Regions from separate parts of the Mus musculus genome. Here regions 1, 2 and 3 are each linked to region 4. The links are chromatin contacts, called in public Hi-C and HiChIP or PLAC-seq maps. All regions are on one chromosome and are shown on one strand. The core of a region is the stretch at or near the end of the contact, and the rest is flanking DNA. Distances in the headings are between cores, read along the strand shown.

Region 1 (6,253 bases), core at 3,204-5,703, 1.2 Mb after region 4:
TACACCATCACACCAGAAAAGCAAGATTCAGATCTAAAATCACTTCTCATGATGGTGATAGGGGACTTTAAGAAGGTTATAAATAACTCCCTTAAAGAAATACAAGAGAACACAAGTAAACAGCTAGGAGCCCTTAAAGAGGAAACACAAAAATCCGTTAAAAGAATTACAGGAAAACAAAAATCAAAGAGGTGAAGAAAATGAACAAAACCATCCAAGATCTAAAAATGGCAGTAGAAACAATAAAGAAATCACAAAGGAAGACAACCCTGGAGTCAGAAAACCTAGGAAAGAGATCAGGAGTCATAGATGCAAGCATCACCAACAGAATATAAGAGATGGAAGAGAGAATCTCAAGGACAGAAGAGACCATAGAAAACATTGACACAACAGTCAAAGAAATGCAAAAAGCAAAAAGCTCCTAACACGAAACATCCAGGAAACCGAGGACACAATGAGAAGATGAAACCTACGGATAATAGGTATAGAAGAGAGCAAAGATTCCCAACTTAAAGGGCCAGTAAATATCTTCAACAAAATGAGAAGAAAACTTCCCTAACCTAAAGAAAGAGATACCCATGAACATACAAGTCTACAGAACTCCAAATAGGCTGGACCAGAAAAGAAATTCCTCCTGTCACATAATCATCAAAACACCAAATGCACTAAGCAAAGAAAGAATATTAAAAGCAGTAAGGGAAAGAGATCAACTAACATATAAAGGCAGACCTATCAGAATTATACCAGACTTCTCACCAGAGACTATGCAAGCTAGAAAATCCTGGGCATATCTCATACAGACACTAAGAGAACACAAATGCCAGCCCAGGCTACTATACCCAGCAAAACTCTAAATAACCATAGATGGAGAAAACAAGATATTCCATGACAAAACCAAATTTACACAGTATCTTTCCACAAATCCAGCCCAACAAAGGATAATAGATGGAAAACACCAACACAAGGAGGGAAACTACACCCTAGAAAAAGCAAGAAAGTAATCTTTCAACCAACTCAAAAGAAGATAGATACACAAACATAATTCCACCTCTAACACCAAAAATAACAGGAAGTAACAATCACTATTCCTTAATATCTCTTAACATCAATGGACTCAATTCCCCCAGAAATACAGGATAACAGACTGGATATGTAAAGAGGACCCACCATTTTGCTGCACACAGAAAATGCACCTCAGGGACAAAGACTGACACTATCTCAGAATAAAAGGTTGGAAAACAATTTTCCAAGCAAATGGTCCCAAGAAACAAGCGGGAGTAGCCATTCTAATATCGAATAAAATCAACTTTCAACCAAAAGTTATCAAAAAATAAATAAATAAGGAAGAACACTTCATGTAAGATACTGTGTAAATACATCTCACATTACCTTCTCCAAAACTGACCTTATAATTGGTCACAAAACAGGCCTTAACAGATATAAGAAGACTGAAATAATACCATGGACCCTATCCCATCCATCACCACGGACTAAGGCTGGTCTTAAATACCAACAAAAGCAAGGGAAAGCACACATATATACATGAAAGCTGAGCAACAATCTATTCAATGATAACCTGGTCAAGGAAGAAATAAAAGAAAGAAATTAAAGGCTTTTTAGAATTTAATGAAAATGAGGACACATCATACCAAAACTTATGGGACACAATGAAAGCAGTGGTAAGAGGAAAACTCATAGCTCTTGAGTGCCTCCAAAAAGAAACTGAAGAGCGCTTACACTAATAGCTTGACAGCACACCTGAAAGCTCTAGAACAAAAAGAAGCAAATACACCCAAGAGGAGTAGACTGCAGGAAATAATCAAACTCACGGCTGGAATCAACCAAATGGAAACAAAAAGAACTATACAAAGAATCAACAAACCAGGAGCTAGTTCTTTGAGAAAAATCAGCAAGATAGATAAACCTTTAGCCAGACTAACCAGGGGGCACACAGACAGTATCCAAATTAATAAAATCAGAAATGAAAAGGGAGACATAACAACAAAATATATCTTAAAATAATTATTGGTTAGTATTAATAGTTGAAAATATTAAAACCATGTTCTCAAAAAAAAAAAAAAAAAAGGAATATCTGGAGTCTATCTGCCACACAAAGTGCTCCCTGTTACAAAACTTTTTTCATAGAGAAAAGACTTGCAAAACCTCATGTTCTCTAGAAACAAGTTCTTTTCTCTCCTGTTGTCTGCATACCAGGAATGGCCATACAGTGACCTGTCTATACCAGGAGTAACCACATAGTGAGCTGTTTCAGCCCCTCCCTAACAGGTATACAGAAACACTGAGTAAACACTGTAAATGCACGCTATTAATAGCCATTCATTAGGATCATAACGTACCTTCTTAGTATGTTTAATTTTTTGTGGACTCAATTTATCCAATTCTTCCTGGATTTCTTTTACCTGTTTTATGAAAAGGGAGAAACAAAGCTTTTATGTCTGTCCATTGATCTTATAGAAAAACAGACCCTGGTTTATCCAAACATAACCCTTACTAACCCAAGTCACTTAAAAATGAGAAAAGGCTTCTTACTCATTTCCTATATCTACTAACACCGAATGATTTCTGCTTTAAAACGGTTAACAGAACTGTTCTCAGGCCCCCAATCACCATGAGTGACCAACAGAAGGATTAGCTTGCTGAGTCTTATGAGCCACACTAAAGACTTTTCTTTCTACTAGGTGTTCTAGTACATATATTTGATCCCAGCACCAGGAAGGCATAGACAGTGGTTATCTGAATTCTGGGCCAGCCAGGGCTACATGGTAAGAGACCCTTTCACACCATACACACACACACACACACACACACACACACACACACACACACACACACACAGAATCTGACATGGTAGATCTATGTTTCAGAACCATCTCAGATAGAAATAGCTTGTGGTATAGCACTTGCCAAGAACAACTTTTGTGGCAATGGTGTAAAATAAAAACCAATATAGGATTAAAAAAAAAATACATAAGAAAATCTAACTATGACATTTGCTTTTAAACAAACAAACAAAATATAGCTTTTGGTTCAAGCAATGAAAACAAACATGTAGCTTTAAATGACCAAAATGGGTTTAAAGGTTTATTAACAAATAAAAGTTAAAGTTAAAACAAACTTTAAAAAAATCTATTATATATACACACACAAAAATCCAATGCAAATGGATGTTTATTAACCATTAAATGTTTCTTGAAAGACAATATTCTTCATTTTCTATCATAAAATAAAGAATAACCCATGTAATAAAACTACGACAGATAGAAAAGTCACTCTAAGACTCAGGGTCACATGTACAAGCACTTTTTCAGAAGGAAAAATGTCTTTTAGTAGACTCAATAGTCTATGCCCCCAAAGTTAAAAACAACATGCATGTCACACACACACACACACACCTTTCTGTCAAAAGAATGTGAATCACTAGTTCATAGGTTTAGGAAATTGACCCTGAAAATTCATTAGCGCTTATGCAGAGCCCTTGTGACTGAGGGAAAAGTAAGTACAAGTCTCTAAGAAATCCACATGCAGGCCACTTGCTCCAGCTTCCCTGGCTTTTCCAAACCTGCTGCTGAAGAACGTAGAGCATGCGGGCACAGCGCACGGCTTGCTCCTGTCTCCTGACTCGGATTCGATGCTCTTCATCTGGATCCAAAGCCTCTTCTAGTCTATCTGAAAGTATTTCCCCACATTAGGTTAAAAACCACACACAGACACTTTAAGTACTTAATAGAGTAATTAATAGCTGACGTGTCTTACTAAGGAAACAGAGAGGCTGCCTTAGCGGACTTAACGTCTAACAGCCAAGGCTGAGACTGAGTGAGTGACCTGTGTACAGACTCAGGGAAAGAAGGGACACAAAGATGCTGGCAAGCTGTCCTGTGCACCAGAATTTACCAAAACAAATTCCAATAGACAGCAAGTTCATTATGTCAAAACTCTTTTATATTGAGCCAAATGTACAATGCTTCCCCTGTCTTTCAAAAAAATTTTAAAAAAATCTTTTCTGGATTATTTTCATGTAAAGTGAGATTATTTTTACTGAATTATTTATCTTGAATCCAAATGAGAAATTCTTTCTCTAGCATTTTAAGATGGAAGTGCTAAAGTCATTTGGATGTATAAGTGTCAAGCTACATGTCAAGAAACTCACTCTGGTACACACTGGCTCTCCATATTTCTGTAAAGATCAACGCAGTCCATTTCTGGAATACTGCCCAGGGGAGAGCCAATCTATCCATTTCTTCTAGACTATTGTTTCCAAATATATTTATACACATTCTTTTATAAAACTCTTAACAGAAAAGTTTGATAAAAGCACGGCTCTGCTTGTGCGCATGTATTCCGAGTTGGATTTCCTCACTGACTGCTACACTGACTGAGAGAGGGTGAAGAGCAGCTCTACAGTGCAGCTCTCACCAAGCAAGCGTGGGTTTAAGTCCCAGCAACAGGCCGGAAATGAGTCAAACAAGAACAATAAGGCAACTAGGCTGCTGAGAAAGGCAAAACTTTGAAGCCAGAAGTTGCACATACACAGGAAAAAGTCATATGGGCGTCTCTAGGGCAAGTCATCGCCACCTCTATTTGAGTTACACAGTGGAGAGAAAATCCAAGCTCACATACCCGTAAGAACAGAACCAGGACCTGGTTCTGGCAGGAGATTAACTCTTCACCTTGATGTGAGTGTAAAGCAGCCAGCGGGGCTTGGGAAGCCCAGGCCTCTGAATCAGAACTGAGACTGAGCATCCGCAGGCCTCCTTTAGCATCTGTCCTTGTCAGGGCATTTCTAGCATAGTCACCAACAACTGGTGACCACTGAACTACTTAAGGGAACAAAGTAACCCAGGTCAGCCTGGCCTCCACAGAGCTTCTAACTCAGTTCTAAAGGTCCTGGCCTTAGGCCAGATCACCAGAGCAGGAGACCTGGGAGCTCTGTTCCCTGGAGCTTGCCTTCTACCTAAAGCATCTGGTGGGGTTACGCTACACACCAAAAGTAAGGGATAATGAGAAACAAACCACAGTACTTCTGGGTGTTCTATGGAGATGTTCTGAATGCCCCATGATGCTCAAGCATTATAGGATGTGCTCATCAGGAAGACTGGAGGCGACATTTTCTGGCTGTGTGAGGAAGCTGTTTTCCTCAGGCAGCTGCATTTTGTTTCAGATATTGCTGGTCTACAACTGGTAGCAGTTTCTCTGTAGCTGGTCCCAGAGCTAGGGGATGAAGCTGTACCCACCCTTAGTACATCTCTTTTTTTTTTCCTACCCAGCCACATCCCCAGTGGGAGTTTTATCTTATGTCAACCAACAGGTACACATTTACGCTTTTTCTCTAACAAACATATATGTTTAAACTTTAAATGCAAAATATAATTTTAGACTACGTACTATCCTAGCCCAGGAGCACCTTTTGCTACACAACTTTTCACACCCCACTGTCTAAGAGCTGGGCTTGATGGTCTACTTGTTGGCTATAGTAACCCTACTCTCCATTCCTGAATCTATTACTTCTCAAGGAAATGCTAAGACCCTGACATTACTAACTACTGTGAAAATGGTATACAATGATTATACTTCTTACTTTTACCCTGTGGTCATATATGATGTGGCTTTATCTACAATATACATATATTATAGTATTTTTTAAGACTTATTTATTGTTATACATAAGTACACTGTAGCTGTCAGACACACAGGAAGAGGGCGTCAGATCTCATTATGGGCGGTTGTAAGCCACCATGTGGTTGCTGGGATTTGAACTCAGGACCTTTGGAAGAGCAGTCAGTGCTCTTACCCCCTGAGCCATCTCACCAGCCCATACTATAGTATTTTTAAAGCAAATTAAAATAATTTTTCAAGAAGCAAATATGATAGGATGCTTTGTATGTAGGTGCTAGATGTATGGTCAGGCAATCCACACCCAGGGGGTGGGCAGAGCAAACTCATCAAAGAAAGGAGACCTATGTCAGACTCCAAGTCCAACTCTCTTGGAGTGGCTGCTAAGCTCTACGGAACCAACTAGCTCACAGGAGGCAGCAGAACTCAGCTGGCGTGTGCATTGGGGGAGGAGGCCCAAACAAATGAATGCATTTAAATTATCCCAGGCCATGGCATCTCATCAAATGAAGAACTGAGTTTTTCTCACCTTTTTTCGTTAGTGCTTCTATCTTACGGATACAACCACTCAATTCCTTTTGGAGTCGCTGAACTTCTAGCAGGCCTTTCTGTTCCCACAGGT
Region 2 (6,345 bases), core at 199-2,698, 1.0 Mb after region 4:
CTCTGGGAAAGGGATGGAGCCAGAGATCATTTTGTCAATTGAAACAAGCCAGACTTGGAGAGGAAAAACATCACACCGTGTTCTTTCACCTAAGGAATCTAGATTTTAAATTGAGCGTGTGTGTGTGTGTGTGTGTGTGTGTGTGTGTGTGTGCGCGCACATGGCCATGCAGCTAGTAAATGTTGAGAGCTGGTTAGGAACCCAGGCTTGTCTGACTATTCCTTGCTCTTTAGCCTCCATTCTATTCTGGCCCTATATGTGGAGACAGAGGACAGGTTATGGTATCTGAGGGGACCCCTGGCTGATCATTATCATCAGTGATTTATAGCCAATGTAACACAGACTGGCAACAGTGACCCCCTTGTCGGAGGCAAGGGGACAGCCAAGAGAAACAAAGAGGAACAGTTATACATAGTTTTTGGAAATCACCGACATGTCACCATGCAGAGTTTGGGAGCACAATGCTACAGGTCAAGTTGTGAGAGACCAGGCCGCTAGGAATGACAGCTCAAGTCTGAAGCCAGGAAGCCTGCTGCCATAAACCCCGGCTCCGAATAGGTTACCGTCAGACCTCTCACTGCAAAGTGGGAGATGCATTGTAAAAAACTGAAAAGATAAAAATCAGCTGAATCGAGGTCCAAAATGCCAGCATGCAACAGTGCCCCCTGCAGGCTACTTGAGGAACATGATTGGCGGGGGGGGGGGGGGGGCGGGGGGGGCTCAGCAGAAAAGCTCCAGAAACACAATCACCCTGTGAACAAATGAGCTGCTAAAAAGAACACATCTTCTCAAAAACAGAAACTCGAACGGTCCATAACGACTGAAACGCATTCGGCATCCCCAGCCTTTAGGAAAATGATCATTGAAACAGCCTCGAGAATCCTTCTTGCCCCAGTCAGAATGACTGTCATCAGCCAAATGGGGTGGGAGTTTAAACCTGTACAGAAACTACAGAAATAACTATCGAGGTTTGTAAAAATAAAATATAAACTAGAGAGAGGAACAGGAAGCCTGTGTTGTAGCTGAAAGGGGAGCCTCTTCTTTGCCTACAAGACAGAACCCCGGGAAACCTTGACAGGTTCGTTTGTCTAGGGCACCAAGAATGAAACTCAATCCCTCCAAACTGTCTGGATGTCCAGCCCAAAGGACACTTCCCATCCTTCTACCTTAACCAGGGACCCCCTAGCCCTAGCCCCTTGGTTTTATAAACTGCTTTAATGAATAGTGTTCAGCTGGAGAGAAAGGCACAGGGTTCCAAGATCATCTGGCTGTCACTGACTCTGACCCCTGGTACTGTCTAGAGTCAGAACTGGATGTCTTCAAGTCCTGTCCTTCAAAATCAAATCCATGGGATTTCTGAGATGACTCCGGCTTCTGACCTGGTCAGCCTGGGATCTATGCAAATCAGACAGAGGTGCCTTCTTCAATCCCTTGCCTGCCACCTACTGGGAACCGGTAAGCACTGCACATATCTAAAGTAGACACAATGAGGTTAAAGGTGGGAAGGCTGGGATTCTGCGTGTGGTGTTGTGTACAACTGCAACAGCCAGTGCCAAGCCTCTCTGCCACATTAGCTGCACCCACCTCACCAGTCTCCTCTCTGGCAGCACTGTTTCTTGCCTGAGCTACTGCAGGAGTCTCAATGCTTCTCTCCTTCAATACAAGCTCAAACTTGCCACAGAAAGATCTTTCTAGAAAGCTGATTTGATCTTTTCCCTTCTCAGAGACTCCTCACTGGTTTCCAAGATCCTGTCTGAGCACCTAGCTTTTCTCCTAAGACATCCTGGTCTATATAGGTTTCCCACCCCACCCCAACCCTGTCCTCGCCTAGACTGACCATAGTCCAGCCCCATGCCCAGCCTACTCTGTATCTAATCTGTCCTGTTTTGTCCCATGCAGCATGAAAGACAAATGCCTCGTCGTCGTGACAGTAACACCCTCTCAGGTGAGGGCCTTCAGAATGCTCTAAAAGGAAAGTGTGGAGACAGCGGTGTGTCTAGAACTCAAGACACTAGTGAGTGCAAACACTCAGGGGACTGGCCTGGGACAAGATCGAGCTTCTCACTCTAAACCTTAGAGGTTCCACCCACTGATGCCTTGATAGTCAGCATCTAGCCTCCAGAATTGATAGGTGACATTCTTGTATCAACTTAAATGGGCCCTCAGGTGCCAGATGTTTGGTGAACATTATCCCTGGCATCTATATGAGGGCATTTGTGATGGGCTGACATTTAAATTAGCCAACTGAGCACAGCACATTACCTTCCTCCTGTGGGTGGGCCTCAGCCAGTCAGCTGAAGGTCTGACTAGAACAAGCAAGTCCACCTTCCCTCCTGCTTGCCTGTCTCGGGCTTGGGGCATAGAACTTACACTCCAGCTGTCCTGACTCCCAGGCCTTGGATTACACAGCAACACTCCCGGTTCCCAGACCTTCAGTCTTGGAGCAGCCCTATACCCCTGTCCTCCCTGGGTCTCAAGCTTACCTCCTTTGTCATGAGGAGGGCCCTTGAAAATCACAAAAACAACTCTCCCTTCTTGGGTGACAAAAAAAAATAGTCTGAAGGGAGGGAAGACTCAAGATAGATGCTCAGAAAAGAGGAATGGCCACGTCAGCTCCTGCCTGGACTCTCTGCATGGCTTATGAGAAGCCTTGGTGAAGGACATCTCGAATCCTACAGCGCAGAACCCAGCTGAACACAAATGGAGGTAGAGCAAACAAAGCTCCTGGCCATCTGATTCTGGTACCTGTGTCCTTCCGAGGATGGTGAGAAGACATTCACGTTCACACATTTTTTTCTTCTAATGAACATGAATGCATTGTGGACAGCACTGATAGGCTGAGCAGAGCTGCAGAAATTGTATTTACAGCCATCTGCCGAAAGAGGGAGCTAACGGGTTCCATCCACCAGTAAGCTTTGTGGAACTCAATTAACCCAAACCTCCACCTTCTTGGTGATGGTGTACAACCTTTAATTCCAGCAGGCAAGAGAGCAGAGACAAGCCCCTGAGTTCTAGGCCAGCCTGGTCTACAGAGTGAGTTCCAGGACAGCTAAGGCTATACAGAGAAACCCTGTCTTGAAAGACAAAAACAAACCTCTGCCTTCCCTACCTAGGGTCTGGATGCCTCATTGGCTACACCAGAAGGGGCTAGAAGGCCTGTAGTCATGACCCCAGCCAGATAGACACTGTGTCTCCCTTTCCTGCCCAGCAGCAGGCTGGACTACTAACTTTCACCAGGCAGCATGGTTATGAATTTTTCAAGGGGTGCCCATGGTTCTCACTGGGGGAGACATATCAGTCACTCACACACACTCACACACACACACACACGCACGCACGCACGCACGCACGCACGCAGCACGCGCCACCTCTACCCTGCAGGTGGGAGCCGACAGCCTTGACATGGCTGAGGAAACACAAGCACTCAGGCTGATCCTCAGATGATATTTTTATTGGTGGTGAGAGGGAAGGTGAGATTCCTTGCTCGTCACAGTCTCTCACTAATGAGAACAGCAGAAGGAACAGAGCGGTCGAAATTAGGCCAAGAGCTGCGCAGACTCAGAGCATGGGAAGTAAGCCTGAGTGCTTGCCTTCAGGGAAGAGGTGGGAGGGGGAGGGAGAGCTCCAAATGGCCTCCCAGACAGACAGTCTGATGCCACCACTCACAGACCAGTGGATCAAGGTTCAACATGGGGCCTCCAGCTACAAACCCAGGCAAGGCCCTGGGAGGGAGAGTCTAGATGTCTGCTTTCAACAAAGTAAGACTGGACACTAACCAGGCTCCTCATGACTGTCATGATATGGTGATGATGCCAGGATTTAGCAGCTTTGCATGGGAAGGATCTAGTGATGTGTGTGTGTTTGTGTGTGTGTGTGTGTGTGTGTGTGTGAGAGAGAGAGAGAGCTGTCTCCAGGTTGGATGGGACCACTGCCATCTTGAATCTGAACTGTGGTCACTCACTCCCAAGAGACCTTCACAAGATTGGAATTGTTAGCATCTTGGGTGGAGAGGGACTCACAGACTTCAGGAGATCAAGGGCCCCTCCCTTCCCTGAGGTAAACAATTGAATGGAGTGAGACTCTTCAGTGGTATAGATGCCCAGGGGACTTCCCCATAGAGAAGCTGCCTTTGAGTGCCCCTTGCTATCTAAGTAACCTCAGAATGCTCGCTTTGGTCTACAAAGCAGAATCCTCTTTTAGTCTGCCAGTATTATCTCTATTTGGGGTGAATAGACATTTCTTTATGCACCCCAGAAAATCATGTAACCATAGTTACTATAGGTAAGATACAGCTCGTTCTTGATTCCCCAGCCCTAAGGTGCGAGAGGAGAAGAGGAAAGGGGAAGTCTGAGGCCATCACTCCTGGCCCTTCAGTAATGCTCCTTTCTAGGCCCCTTAGCCACTTCAGAGCTGCCATGCAGGTACTTGGTGGTGTGGACCATCCAGGCTTCTCCTGGGGCAGCACTGCTGGAGGAGGTGGTAAAGGTCTTCTGTCCTCCCTCCCACTCCACAGTTCAGGGCTCAATGGCCTCACGATACTCCCTCATGTGCTCCTGCAGGTCCCTTCCTCTGTCCTCTCCTGCCTCCTGCTCACCCTAGACATGGGTCATCTACAAGACTCAGACCCAAGTCAATTTTTAAGAGCCCGACCTTTTCTCCTGGGCTCGGAAGGCTGACACTGAGACCTAGATGCCAGGAGCATCCTCATTATGATGGCCCGGGGATCAGGGGATCGAAGAATTGGGAAAACTGCAATCAAAGCCTGCCAGCGGGGAACACACCCGCACAGCCACAATCATGTAAATGTTGTTTATTGATTTTTCAGAGGTTCCAGTCATCCTGAGCACAGAGCACAGACCTCATTTGTTTGCAGAGCTCAGAGTGGATGTTAACCACCAGCGTGGTGGAAGGGAAGTACATCCCGCCCTCAGGGAGAGAGGCGCACAGCGATGGCTGGCAGGAGTCCCCAGAGTCACCAAGGTCAATGACATTCAGAGAGGTTCTATCGATGAAGTGACAAAAAGGGGCCAAGAGAATCAGAAACCCCAAAATACAGATACCCAAGCCCAGGAAAGAGTGGAACCCCATTTGTAAGCAACACTGGTACATGATACAAGTGGCTGTGATAGAGACTTGTGTGGAGACAGACAGACAGACAGACAGAGAGAGAGAGAGAGAGAGAGAGAAACTATCAGAAAAATATAAATAGGCATGGTGGAAAGAGTAGGGGGAGAATTACCAAAAAAAGGAAAAAGAAAAAAAAAAAAGAAAGAAAAGCTAATTTTGTTTGAAAACATCATTATGGTTGTGGGTGCTAAGTAAAAAATACTTTTAAGTTGGCACTGGAGAGAAGGTTCTGCCGCTGTGAGCACTTGCTGCTCTTCCAGAGGACCTGAGTTTGGTTCCCAACGCTCAGGTAGGGCAGCTCACAACCACCTGTAATTCTAGGTTTATACCATCACAAGTCCTCCCCTGGCCTCCTTGGGTACCTGTACACATATGGCAGACACACAGACACGAATACACACACAAATAAAATCAAATAAATCTTTTTTTAAAAGTTTGTTTATTACAACTGAGCTAAGGAATGGTAGTTGTCCTGTGCCCTTTGTTAATTTGAGGTTTGGGGGAGGGGCTTTGATTTTCCATGGGCATCTATGACTTTGATCTCACAAAATGCATTTATTTATGTGTGCATCTATTTATTTGTGTCAGAAATCAACCCCAGGGCTCCAGGTTTGCTAAACAAGCTCTCTACCACTGAGCTATATCCCCAGCCCTAAGACATTAGTCTTAATGTGATTTAATACGGATATGCGCTTAAAAGTGACATCAAAGACCTGGTTAATTGAACCAGGGATGCCCAATCTATGCTTGCTGCACGGGTAGCCCACGGGCTGTGAGAATGCAGAGAAGTCACTGGTAGCCTCCTGGTAGCCAAGAACACCTCCCCTGGGGTACCCTGCAGCAAGAGGAGCAGCGTGCCTACCGATACCCAGTCCATAGCCCCAGCCCTCGCCCCAGGGCTTCAACCCGCAGCTCCCACCCAACCTAACCCAGTCTAACTCAGTGGAATCCAGCCCAGCCTAGCCCAGCATGCTCCGGCAGCGCTGCCGCTCCTCCTCCTGTTTGTCCGCCAGGCGGCTCTCCAGCAGCCGCAGTTCCCTGAGCACCGCCTTGCGCATGGATGGCTCCAACTCCAGCACTTTCTCCAGGTCCGCCTTGGCCTCCTCAGCGTTCCACACCTCTGCGTGAGCACGTGCGCGCATATAGTAGGCCTTCACGATCCCTGCGTGGAGAAGTGTACAGCACCCACCCAGCAAGTCCCAGAAAGCCCCGGCATTC
Region 3 (6,284 bases), core at 3,134-5,633, 1.3 Mb after region 4:
TCCTGCAATAATTGGCTGTAGCCATTTTATTTAACCAATAGTTTTAAATTAAGGATGAAGGTTTGTACAACAAAAGTTGGTAAATGTGAGGATTTACTCATAGGCCTAGACCTTCAGGTACAAAATGTAGCATTACACTACATAGCAAAGGACCAAACCTCAACAACTGACACACAGTTTTCTTGTTAGGAGCCAGACATCATGATGTACACTTGTTAGTCTCCACACTCAGGAGGTAGGGTTTGAAAAGAGCAGGAGTTCAAGACTACCCTCACTCAAACTGAGAACATGTTGACTTTAGCCTGGGCTAGAAGAGACTCTGACAAAAAAAAAAAAAAAAAATTAACAGAAATCGATAGAAGAACCTGGATTTATTTATACTTTGGCCAATGAGAACTGATTAGTCTAACCATTCTCCATGCCTAAGGCCATCTTATAATTTACAGAAAGCCATGAGAAAAAGGCGAAGACAGATGTAAATTTAAGTACAGTACTGGCTAGTTGGTTTTTTCCTGGGAGCAAGGGGACATGCATTTCCCCCCATTCTCTGTCCCAGAGACAGGTTTTTATTATGTCTGAGCCAAGAAAAATGGGATCTTAAAGATGCCTCCATTTTTAAAAAAGAAAGCAGTCTAGATGTTTCCCGGGGTGGAAACTCACTACCCAGAGCAACATACCCCTGTAAAACATACCCTCTAACTTAAGAGAGGATGGACTACTTTTCGCCCCCAGTTCGAAGGGAAGGATAGTTATCTTGTTGTTGTGATTGGAGTTGGAGTCACTAAGGATACAAACCTGGGGATTTGTTTCCAGAGAGGTTTGACTGAGGTGGAGAGAGCAACCAGGAATGGGGGCAGCAGCATCCCACGGGATGTGGTGAACTAGTAAAAGAAAGTGAGCTGAGGGCTGGTGAGATGGCTCAGTGGGTAAGAGCACCCGACTGCTCTTCTGAAGGTCCAGAGTTCAAATCCCAGCAACCACATGGTGGCTCACAACCATCTGTAACAAGATCTGACGCCCTCTTCTGGAGTGTCTGAAGACAGCTACAGTATACTTACATATAATAAATAAATAAATCTTCCAAAAAAAAAAAAACCAAACAAAAAAAAAAAAAAAAGTCTCAACCTATTGAAATATTTATTGGGCTGGTGAGATGGCTCAGTGGGTAAGAGCACCCGACTGCTCTTCCAAAGGTCAGGAGTTCAAATCCCAGCAACCACATGGTGGCTCACAACCATCCGTAACGAGATCTGACTCCCTCTTCTGGAGTGTCTGAGGACAGCTACAGTGTACTTGCATATAATAAATAAATAAATAAATAAATAAATAAATAAATCTTTTAAAAAAAAAAAAAAAGAAAGAAAGAAAGTGAGCTGAGCACCAGCCAGAGTCTTCCTCCTGACTCAGGCTCATGTGACCAAGAAGACCTCACGCTCCAACCACCATGCATCCCCCACCATGATGGACTGTACCCGCAGATTATGAGCCCAAGTCATCCTTTCCTCTTCTAAGTTGAGAGTGTTTTGCCACAAGGAGAAAGGCACCCATTCAAAGGGACACTAATCTGTTATGGAGGGGAGGCATGGCAGCGGGCGTGCGACAGCTGTCTGTTAGCTGACACAGAGAGCAGAAAGTGATCAGACCTGAAGCAGGGCTAGACTATAAACCCCCAAGACACACTGCTCGTTAACCTGTTTTCTCTAGCGAGGCCCTACTCCCTGCAAGTTTCGTAAGCTCCTAAAACAGCACAGTCAGCTAAGGGAGCAGTATTCAGACAGAGGAGAATTCACATTCAAGTGGTAACCTATATCCTTGAAGGACCATGTTACTGATTGACAAGGTCTCTGTTTATACTTCTGGGGCTCAGTCATACAAATTGGCTCAGAATAAACCAATTCTTCTTTCAGAATGGTCAATAGAAACTAGTGTGATTTATTATTATTATTATTATCATTATCATTATTTCTTGCTTGCGCTCGACTGGCCAGGAAGAACGACGCTGCAACAGGATCCTTCTGCACACGTTTATTGGGAGAGCTTGATTGTAGAGGCGAAAAGACCCCAGCCCAGAACTGGTGCTGCTTTTATAGGCCTAGGAGAGGCGTGTCTCACACCCAGATTGGTTATGCACTACGCCTCATTTGCATGTTCCTCATTTGATTGGCTACTCTCTCTCTCTGTACCTCACAGAGCCTCATTATCATACCTCATTTGCATGTCTCACATCTGATTGGCTACTCTCTCTCTCTGTACCTCACAGAGCCTCATTATCATACCTCATTTGCATGTCTCACATCTGATTGGTTATACTCTCAAAGCCTCATTATCATGCCCGGGCCAGGCAGTGTCTTTGCAAAAAACTTTACTGCATATGTACACATTGGTTGTTTGTCCAAACTTATGCGTGGTGGCCAGCAGTAGTCAGTGCCACTCTGCAACGGCACATGTGGCTTCCCACAATTATTGTTTTCTTTCAGCCATGCTAAGGATTGACTCTAGGGCCTTGTGTAGGCTAAGCAAGTGCTGTACTACTAACAACTAACAGTTTACTTACAGGTAAAGAAGATACATTCTATAATGACAGGAGGAAGCATAGTATAGTTAAGTTCTCAAACCAATAGCATAGCTGCCTGTTACGATTATCAAATATGATACTCAATATTCAAAACATTTGTGTGTGTAGAGATCAAAGAACAACTCAGTGGAGTTGGTTCTTCCTTCCACCACGTGCATCCCGGGGATTAAACTCAAGCTGTCAGGTTTAATGGCAAGTGCCTTTATCCGCTGAGCCAGCCATATATGAAATGTGTGCTATATTTTTTCTTCATTTTTATTTGACATTTTAATGCATGTATGTAATGCAACTTGACCATGTTCCCGCACCTCTCTGCTTTCTTGCACCCTGCATTCATGCCAAGGGCACACAAGTGGAAGTGATTCACTGCTGTGTGTAGCATCACTGGGTGACAAGACTTCTGCAGTTCTTCAGGTGTAATCTTATATGGCTACTGTGCTATGTACAGTTGCACTGCTGACAGAAACATCATTATTCCGTACACGGCTGTATTTGTGAATGTATCAGTTGTCACTGAGATATACTTTGTGATGTGTGTGTGTGTGTGTGTGTGTCTGTGTGTGTGTGTGTGTGTGTGTGTGTGTGTGTGTGTGTGTGTTAGATCCTAACCCCAAAGCCTTATGCATGGTAGGCAAGTGCCATACCGCTACCTCTACTCCAAAACCCTTTGATCATTTTCATTTATCTAATGACGCCCTGTTTCTTCCTTGGAAGGGGGGTGGTGGTGGTGGAATGAACACAGGAAACCAGCAAATCGACTGACTTCCATCATTTTGCACTGTGATAATTTTGGACATGGGCTGCCTTTAACACAATTTGTTTTCTTTGAACCTCATGAGGTCAGCTAGCCTTGTTGGGTAACTGCCTGAGGCTGTGGCACCTCGCTGGAACAAACATATACTGACACAGCAGCAGTTTTGCATGCAAATTCTAGGAGCACCTGGACCTTAAAGTTGCCTGGGAGCTCCAGTGTAACCCGGTCAGCCAGGAGACAGTATCCAGAAGGCTGAGGTGACTCAAGCTCCCAATTGGTTATCTTGTCTGGATCTGAGCACAGCTCCTCCAGCTCCGTGCCTGTGGCAGAAGGGTCACACCTTGGACCACGTTACCTGGGAACTTCTGTGCAGGTTATTCAGCCCCTTGCTGCTCGATTTTACCAGTGAGCATGGGATAGCAAGACCTCCTCATGGTTTCTGTCATCTTGGCTTACATTATTGTTTGCCATTATTGTTTGCTTTGTTTTGTTTCCCAGCAGAGGACAACCTCAGGAGACACAACACAGTTATCCCTGGCCATTCCCAAGACTTGCCCCAAACCCTGTAGCCTGAGCATCCAGCACCCAGAACCCCCTGCTCAGTTCCTCACAGACTTTGTTTTCAAAGTCACCACAAACTGGAACCCACACAGGGGTACAGAGCTTGCAGGAGCTTCTTCTTCAGAGAGCAGACTCAAGCTTAGCATCTCAGGAGAGACCAGACAGAAACAGTAGGAGTCAGTCACAGGTTGAGAAGTGGGCAGGGACCCCATGGAAACAAAGCCAGTCAGGGAGGGAGGGGGAGAAAGGGAGGAATTGTTGTGCTGCCCAGAGGAAACCCGACAGCTAACGCCCACCCTGGAGGTCACAGTCACGGTAGCACAGAGGCTGCACAGGACAAGGGGCATGACAGAGGACTAGCCCATGCTGCAGAATGGCCTTCTGGGAGTGTCTAGCTGCCAGGATCTGGGAACCGCCCTGAGCTGAGAATTTTTGAAGTCTCCTCCCTGCCGCTGTGAGTCAGGCTGGGCAAACACTTTCAGTTTTGTTTTCCTGTGTGCAAAGAAACGAAACTCCACAGAAGCACTGCAGGAAGCTTGACCATGGAGGCTGACTTCCAAGTGTGCAGGAACTGGTAAGAAGGCATTTTCTCCAGGGCTGGCCAGACAGAGGGGCAGGGCAGAGCAAACAAATTCTGAAGTGATGGGGATGAAGTACAACACCAGAGGGCAAGCCGAAGGGGACTGGAACCTCTGGAGTGAAGAGGTTCCAAATCTCTAAGTAGAGTGCTCAGTGGTACCTCAATATCACTGTTCCCTCTTAGCTTGGGTATTTCAGGCTGGCTAGTTTTAGCCATGAAGTATGGAGGGACTGGTCCCTAGCAGGCTATTCCTGTCAGAGCTTAGATCCGTAGCAGGGGTGGGGGGCATCGTGGTCTTCCCACCCATCTGTGAGAGGACCCTTTGAGAGATGTTCCAGGGTTATTCCTGTCCTCCGCCTGACAAAGGAGCTGGGAGATAGAACATGGAGGGCTGAGCAGGAGGCAAGGACCACACCTCCAAGTAAAAAGAGCTGGTTCCTCAGCAGACCCCACCTGTTGCAGTAACTGGGGTAAAGCTCCACAGAGATCTTTGTTCCACTTCACCTTTCAGGATCTCTGGTCTATGGAGTATGGAGGCAGGCAAAACAGAGAGGGCAAACAGAGCAAAGGACGTCATTCTGTGCGGTTGTGGGGACAGCTGGATCAGGCTAACAGCAGTGAGGCCATGAACCAGATCACAGGGGCCTGAACAATTGGAGGCCATGAGCCAGATCACAGGGCCTGAACAATTGGTCCTTTAAGGATACAGCCTGTTTCCTTTCTCCCGAGCTGCCGTGAGCATGAGCAGATGGAATGGGTTGGCAGCGTTCCTGGTGATGAGCCTATCAGAGGAGGACACCCTGCCCTACAAGACTCCCCTGCATCTCAGATGCTCTCTGGGTAGCTGCAAGGGAGCCCAGGGACGGGAGACAGCGTGGTGGATGGACTTTTGCTCTTGAGAGTTGGGAAACCCTTGGAGGGTCTGAGGTGTGGTCAGGGCAGAGCTGCACTGCTGTGCTCCCTTGTTCTCGTGATGGCCTTTCTAGGAGATAACTGGAAAAGGATAGAACTTTACCTCCCCCAACCCTGTCTCTGTGGGGTGATGCTGAGGAGTCGTTCCAGGCACTGAGCCTAGGGCATTGCACAGAGCAGCCAAGCACTCTGAGCTGCGTTATCCCTGGCTCTGTTTTTCCCTTTCCTTTTGACACAGAGTATCACTAAGTTGCCTAGGCTGATCTTGAACTTACTCTATAAGCACAGATAAGCCTTAAACTAGCCATCTTCCTGACTCAGGCTCCTGAACCCCTGTGCCAACAGCCCTAGCTAACTTGTACATGTTTGAAATATACATCTTGATACACAGTACTTATTTGTGAAACCATCTTACAATCTAGGAAATGAAATCTATCATCAATCTTGAAAGTTGCCTGTTGCCCTGGTACCCTCTTCCTCCCCCTCTCCCAGGCACAGTGCCCTCACACCTATTTTCTGATGGCGAGCTTATCTGTTTCACCAGCACTGGCAGGCATAGGAATGCATCATCAGCATCATCACTGTTTTCCCCAGGCCGCAGGCCTGGAAAGAGCTTACCCCAGGTATGCAACAAGGCGTCATGTCTTATGCTAAGACACTGTGCCTTTCTTTCTCCCCCACCCCCACTTTATCCTGAAGCAAAAGAAATGTGGCCTCTCTCCACTTCATGCTCCACGAGGCCCACTGCCTGCGCTTCATAGTCCTTTGCCCAGAATGTGAAGAGCCCATCCCAGAGTCAAAGATGAAAGAGCACATGGAAGTTGTGCACCAGCAGGTGAGCAGGTGGGCAGGTGGGGCAGAGGCCTGGGGGGTCAACAACTGGAGTCCAGCCTTCCCTGGCC
Region 4 (6,098 bases), core at 2,199-4,698:
AACAGAGTGCTAAATGAGGAGTTTATAGGTACTAAAAATTTCAGGGATTCAGTATGTAAAGCTGCCAAGAAATGTTTTTGTATTAGCCACAACATACTGGTAGAAAGATTCTAGGATAAATAGCCAGGTTCTGGTTTCAAGTCAACTTCCGTACAAGACAGAATTACTGCTCTAAGAGACAAGGAAAGATGCAGGGGCAATCTCACCTACTCAACATACAACTACTCACAAAGCTTTACAAAATTTACTATCATATGTGAGATAAGCAAGCAAGGTGGGGTGACCATCCTCACTTCACATAGAAGGAATTTTAAAACTTATAGCTTGCCCAAGGACATGCAGATAGGTGAAGACTCCTAGTTCCAAACTTAATGCAAGAATTTGACCTTAGCTAGGGATGGCTGCTTATGTCTATAATCCTTGCACTAAGGAGTCCAGGCAGGAAGAACACAGGAGAGCCATTAAGCTCAAGAGTTGCCAGGCTACATAAGAGACTCTGTTTTTTAAAAAAAAAAGCACAATGATGCACACCAAGAGGCTGAGGCAGGAGGACACCATGAGGGTCATGCCAGCCATAGCTACAAGATAAACGATCTAGAAAAATAGACAAAAACAAAACAAAGAACCTGACCCTAGGCAGTTAAGCCAAACAAAGCAGAAGGAAGCAGTCCTAGCAAAGGCCACAAGCATCCTGATGTGACAATGTCAAGGTATCAGAGGACCGACTGCTTTATACACCCTGAAACCCTCATCACTGGTAATTTACTTGTGATAATTCATACTGACAGATCTAGTCATTCAAGACAAACTCAGGGCATGTCTGTGGGGGAGTTTCTAGACTCAGTCACTCAAGGTGGAAAGGACAACACCGATGAGCACCATTCCATGGGCTGGGGTCCTAGGACAACTAAACAGAAGGAAGTGAATTGAGCACCTCTACTTAGAGCTTTGGCTGCAATGGGACCAACTGCCTGCAGCTCTGGATGCCACAATTTCTCAACCACAGTGGACTTTACCAACAAACTGTTAAGCCAAAATAAACCCTTTTTTTTTCTTAAGTTTGCTTTGTCAGATATTGTCACAGCAGTGTGAAAAGGAGCCAGCATTCTATTCACATGCAAACAATCCAGAGTTTATAGAATTCTCATCCTAGTGAGGACACTGACAGGTGAGAGAGGCTCTAACAGATAAAGTATCTGAGGTTACACAAAAGCTGAATCTTGAAAGGCAAGCTAGAGTTCAACGGTACAAGGGGAGTGTAACACATCTGGGACAGGGGAAAGCATCAACAAAGCAGAATTACAGCCACTTCACCTAGAGTGTAAATGACCATCCTGGCACGAAAACACACATCTCTTTAGCATTTTAATTACTGGAAAAAAGACTTCTTCAAACTATAATCTGGAAAGTCACATTCTCTTTTAGATAATGGTATAAGACTTTTGTTAGGATAATCTGACTTCTAGAAGACAGATCAATGTTAAAGTTGTACCAGAACTGAGTTTATGAGCTGGCCCAAGAGGACTAACAACAGTGGTAGGTAGGTGTGTCTGGGTGGAAAAAACACAAAATAAGGCTGGCTATCCTGTGAAACTCCCTGGGCAGCCAGCTCATCAGTCTATTCTCAGATCACATTATTATTACTGTTGTTGTCGTTGTTGGTTGTTGTTCCTGTTGTTTGTGTGTTGAGACAATTCCTTGGTATGTAGTTCAAGGTGGGCTCAGGTTCCTGACTGCTGGGACTATGGCCACATTAGTTCTTAACTAGTTGTAGTCAAATATAAAATCTCAACACATCAAAGACACACTAAAAATTATGTTCTTAAGACAGTCTCTCTCTCTCTCTAGCTCAAGCTTATCCAGCACCTGCCATCCTCCTGCTTGCTCTGTCTGCACCTGGCTCCCCCCTGGCAACTCTAGTTTGGTATATAAGGAGTTCCCAAATACTTAGCAGCTCTCAAACCATTCTAGAGTCCAACCAGGCTGTGGAATGCCCTCTTTACATCTCAAAAAGACCTGTAATCAGAGATTCCCCTACTGGGTTATTTTTTTTGAGACTCTATTTCACAGGATTTACTACTTACTAAACGATACGAAAAAAAAAAAGATAATGAAAACATTAATCACAGTTGCTATATAGACCACTTACTTGAAAATGTTTAAAAATTAATTCAGGATTGAAGTATAACTGAAAAGGTGTGATCAATTCCAACTGCTGAAATGGAAAAAGAGCTTCTTGAAGCCGATCAACCGCAAAACAAAATTTCATCATGAACCACGAAGGATGAGTAGATCTAATCATTTCTGTCCCTTGGAATACATTTCTGTCTTGCTTGTGACAGCTGGTAAGAGATTCTTTAGAATTTGCACAACCGTTTTGTATAAACACACAATGTCAGTTTGATGTTGCAATATTTGAGGATGCTATAAGGCAGGCGGGTGAGCATATTTTAGAGACAAGCCAACAGCATCTTTTACAAATCTGTGCGTCACGTGGTCACCACCTCAGCTAGGTGAGACAACTCGGAATAAGGGGTTTAACTAAGACCCTGCTACCATTAGGGATAGGTACAAGCGGCCAGACACTTATATCCATAGGCCGTCTTTTGAAAGATGTTTCCAGATAGCTCGAGATTTCTATACTCAATATAATAGTCTGTGAACCTAGCGGACCTCACTCCCACTAGTCACCTGGACCTCTCAGACACATTTTTGGGTGGGCGGCTCCCGCACTTCTGATTCACTACAGGTCTGGATTTCATTTGTCTGAAACTGACCTGGCCCTTCACGAAGGGGCACACCCTTCTCAGGTCACTGGCTTGGCACCCTTGGGAATATCCCAAACCCTAGAGTCAGCTCCGGATGTCTCCACCCACCCCTGGGACCAGACCCACTGGGCTTCTCCGCGGCCCAAACCCGTTTTCTGAAGACGCAGTCATAGCTAGCCTGGAAAAAGAGGATGTGGCGCCACAGCTGCTCACCACGGCCGCGGTGGTGAGGACGCAGGCGGTAGTATAGGCGCGGCTGACCGGCGGGATCTGCAGGTACTCCAGCCGGAGGCTCTGGTACGCCATCTTTCCCACCGCGCCTGCCCCCCTTCCCCTTCCGCCAGTATGCCAGGCGGCGGGGCGGACTCAAAGCTGGCCTTCAGCCTACCCACTCCTGTCCAATCAGCGCTGCGTACTCGGACAGCCACCAATCGCTGGCGCCTTGGGGCCGCTCACCCACCAATCAAGAGTTGCGCCTCTGCGTCGGTCCATCCTTACTTCTCCGCCTACCAACGCAGAGAGAAGGACCAGTTCCGTCCGCCAATCCCTGCCGGCCACAGCTAGCTTTCCCTCCTTGTCGCCTTCCTTTTACCAATCGCAGTGGCTCCTTTTGACCCACGGCTAGCCAATCAGGAGTGCGATCCAGCCCGCCTTGGCGTTCGTTCGCAGAGGCAGGTCTCAGTCGATTCGGAGGAGCCGGTGTTACCGCCTTCTTCCAGCCGCTGAGTGTAGCTTGAAGGAAGTGGCGGGAAGCCGGTGTGGGGCGGAATCCATCACTCCCGGGATCGCTTCGGTAGGGGCTGTGTGCTCTCCGAGGAGGAGCGGAAAGGGCGGGACCGAGGAGTGGCGTCGGGGCGGCGGAGCGTTCTGTAGGGAATCCCTCCGGTCTGGCCGGCCTGGGTACGGAGACCTAGAGTTCCCGGCATGCATCGCGGCCGCGGGGTAGTACGGGAGCTGGAGCTGAAGGAAGCGCTTCCCGTTCTGCGGTTTCTGGGCCTTGTCTGTGGCGGTCGTAGGCTCTGAAGTCCATTACATTCGTCGAGACGGTGTGAGGACCTCTCATGTTTATCTTCAGCCGCAGGAACTCTAATCTAGCAGAGAAGAGACGGTAGATGAAGGGAAAGCGGAGGCGGTTCTTCAGGGATGTGTATTCGAACTGGCTCTGGAATCTGCGCCTACTGCATGCTTACTTGAAGGAAAGAAAATAGAATTAGATTGGGCTGGAGCAAAGACTATCCTGACCGTGGCAGACGTGTTCAGTAAGTTATAAAGAAGCTTTAAAAATTGTGGGACAAAAAAATGCGACCGTCAAGACTGGTAGGAACCAAGTAAAAAGTTGGAGAGAATGGCATTTAGAAGGAAGACTAGAAAGCTGAAAGTAGTTGAACCGACCTGTGGCTCCTAGCCACTCTGAAGGCTGAAGCCAGAGGATTTGTTCCATCCTGAAGTTCTAGGCCAGTGTGGACAACGTAGAATGGGAGCAAACACTGGGGAGTGGTCTTAGCAACTTGTTGGTAAAACTGCATCTTTATAGCTACTGCCTCATTATAGCATTGGCAGTGTCCAACAGAGAAAAGGCAACATTGGAACTTTTCTCAAAACTGGAAGTTTGGATGTAGGTATTTGGTTATGTAATCATGGCGCATCAATCCAGGAATGGTGAAAACTTGGAGGCAAAGTTAGAGTGCAAACTTAAGAGAATTATAGGGTGCAAGTGGTCAGTTGATTGGGTAATTTGTAACAGATGACCAATCTATTCAGATAATGAAAATACAGTCTTTAGGAAAGTCATCTCAATAGAAACAACATATGTGAAGGTGGAAGGTGGAGGTAGTTTCAGTGTCCAAACAGTATGCGAAGCCATATGGTCTTAGTCTTCAAAATACAGTGTGGGTCTGGGAATCTCGTGCTAGAGTGCGTACTGGTATGTACAAAGGCCCTGGGAATACTCTTAGCTCTATAGGGAAGAAAAACAAGTTTATGACTACCAAATTCACAAAAGTTAGAGTATTGGTAGATACAAGAAGTTCTGGTCTACTCCAAGTGAGTGTAAAACAGCTTAGATATTCTGAGAATGTTTTGGCAATCTTTAGTGACATTATACATGCAAATAAAGTAACAAGTCCCCCAGAAGTTAGTATAGAAAAATCTCCATCATCCATCTGTTATGATTAGAAGATCAATTAATACCTCCAAGGCTCCTAGCAGTTAAAGTGAAAATGAAGACCTGTTTTGAGACCCTAGTTTGAAATATAAAGGATGTTTTTCTTGCATAGTTCTACATATGCAAAACCAGTTTTCTAACCCATCAGTTAGGAGCAAAAAAAATATCCTTATAAACTCAAACTTGTAACGTTGATTATACAAGAACAGATGATGCTAAGGTTGCGTCCTTTGGTGGGATAACTAAATAACCACATCGCCCTACTTAGATGACTTTGTCATTGTGTTAGAGTAGTGAGGAATGAATTAGTCTCATAACCAAGGTGAGTGAAGACATGGACACAGAATACACGTTCCACTTAAATTTTGTAGTCTTGAGTAGCTGTTCTCTTATAACACAGTGTCTAAAAGGTGGTTCTTGTGTGTAGGTGGTCATGGCTCAACAGTAAAAAGCCCAGACTGCTTCTCCAGAAGACCTGAGTTTGCATTACAGCGCATGTTCAGTATAACCCTGGCTCCAGCCTGTCTGACACCCACTTCTGGCCTCCAGGGGCACATACATGCATGTGGCATGTGCATATAAAGGCATATACACATAAACAATAAAATCAACTCTTTCAAAAATTATTGTATAGCCGGGTGTGGTGGTGCACGCCTTTAATCCCAGCACTTGGGAGGCAGAGGCAGGCAGATTTCTGAGTTGGAGGCCAGCCTGGTCTACAAAGTGAGTTCCAGGACAGCCCGGGCTATACAGAGAAACCCTGTCTCGAAAAACAAACAAACCAAAAAATTATTGTATAAAACTGAAAGACTTGAATATTTTCAGATGACCTACTGACTGAATAGAGAGGAGTAAACAAAAGACAAAATTAAATGGATGAGGTCTGATAAAGGAACTGCCAAATAAGAATTTTAAAAGTTTATTCCAATTATAATGCAGACTCTTCTGACTTTAAGGTCATATCATATGACATGTTTCTGACTTTGTTCCCAACAAAGTCTCTTAAATGTATCCCTGATTTATAGATCTGTGCAATGTTTGGCGTTAAAGGATCATGCAAACTTGTATCACAAAACAGATCCACAAGAGGATGAAGTAATGTAGAAATAGTTAAGAGTAGGAGATCAGTCGTTACCATTATTGTTACTATTTGAGAGCTTCTGCAA

Evidence for each region. A called contact is a pair of places that touch in the nucleus more often than the background predicts. HiChIP or PLAC-seq counts read pairs in DNA pulled down with a chosen protein or histone mark.
Region 1: a FOXA1 HiChIP or PLAC-seq map of pancreatic cancer cells shows a contact between it and region 4. The contact joins the enhancer-like site here to the promoter of Mis12 in region 4. A contact is called at or near these places in 6 of 39 promoter capture datasets (cranial neural crest, embryonic stem cells, hippocampal neurons and 3 more), 6 of 484 Hi-C or Micro-C datasets (B cells, embryonic stem cells, erythroblasts and 1 more), 11 of 115 datasets of contacts at active chromatin or transcription factors (the 230-238 cell line, differentiating embryonic stem cells, embryonic forebrain and 7 more) and 2 of 9 other capture datasets (adipose tissue and embryonic stem cells).
Region 2: a contact with region 4 is called in a Hi-C map of rod photoreceptor, with 2.2 times the contacts expected there. The contact joins the enhancer-like site here to the promoter of Mis12 in region 4. A contact is called at or near these places in 10 of 39 promoter capture datasets (the 3T3-L1 cell line, cranial neural crest, embryonic stem cells and 6 more), 1 of 15 datasets of contacts at CTCF or cohesin (pro-B cells), 5 of 484 Hi-C or Micro-C datasets (CD4 T cells, cerebral cortex, embryonic stem cells and 1 more), 5 of 115 datasets of contacts at active chromatin or transcription factors (astrocytes, embryonic stem cells, forebrain and 2 more) and 2 of 9 other capture datasets (adipose tissue and embryonic stem cells).
Region 3: a contact with region 4 is called in a Hi-C map of B cells, with 7 read pairs. The contact joins the promoter of Xaf1 here to the promoter of Mis12 in region 4. A contact is called at or near these places in 3 of 39 promoter capture datasets (embryonic stem cells, hippocampal neurons and liver) and 1 of 484 Hi-C or Micro-C datasets (B cells).

Annotation. Positions count from the first base shown.
Region 1 is chr11:72,192,203-72,198,455 of GRCm38.p6, forward strand. 4933427D14Rik (RIKEN cDNA 4933427D14 gene) reads right to left here. Exons shown (of 19, transcript NM_001361564.1): 3 at 6,161-6,253; 4 at 3,581-3,687; 5 at 2,358-2,420. Among named protein-coding and RNA genes, the nearest start is that of 4933427D14Rik, 12 kb to the right of the region's middle. Within about 2 kb of position 4,454, at least 49 of the 459 cell types and tissues checked have an H3K27ac peak or open chromatin away from gene starts, as enhancers often do. A contact at or near this core is called in adipose tissue, pancreatic cancer cells and trophoblast stem cells, where this site is marked.
Region 2 is chr11:72,023,168-72,029,512 of GRCm38.p6, forward strand. It overlaps Aipl1 (aryl hydrocarbon receptor-interacting protein-like 1), which reads right to left. Exons shown (of 6, transcript NM_053245.2): 6 at 5,550-6,289. The coding sequence ends at 6,087. Among named protein-coding and RNA genes, the nearest start is that of Aipl1, 11 kb to the right of the region's middle. Within about 2 kb of position 1,449, at least 13 of the 459 cell types and tissues checked have an H3K27ac peak or open chromatin away from gene starts, as enhancers often do. A contact at or near this core is called in neural stem cells and rod photoreceptor, where this site is marked.
Region 3 is chr11:72,297,246-72,303,529 of GRCm38.p6, forward strand. Xaf1 (XIAP associated factor 1) reads left to right here and starts at 4,384. Exons shown (of 6, transcript NM_001037713.4): 1 at 4,384-4,464; 2 at 6,082-6,217. The coding sequence starts at 4,433.
Region 4 is chr11:71,016,163-71,022,260 of GRCm38.p6, forward strand. It overlaps Mis12 (MIS12 kinetochore complex component), which reads left to right and starts at 3,449. Exons shown (of 3, transcript NM_025993.3): 1 at 3,449-4,027. It overlaps Derl2 (Der1-like domain family, member 2), which reads right to left and starts at 3,141. Exons shown (of 7, transcript NM_033562.4): 1 at 2,982-3,141; 2 at 2,150-2,215. The coding sequence starts at 3,074.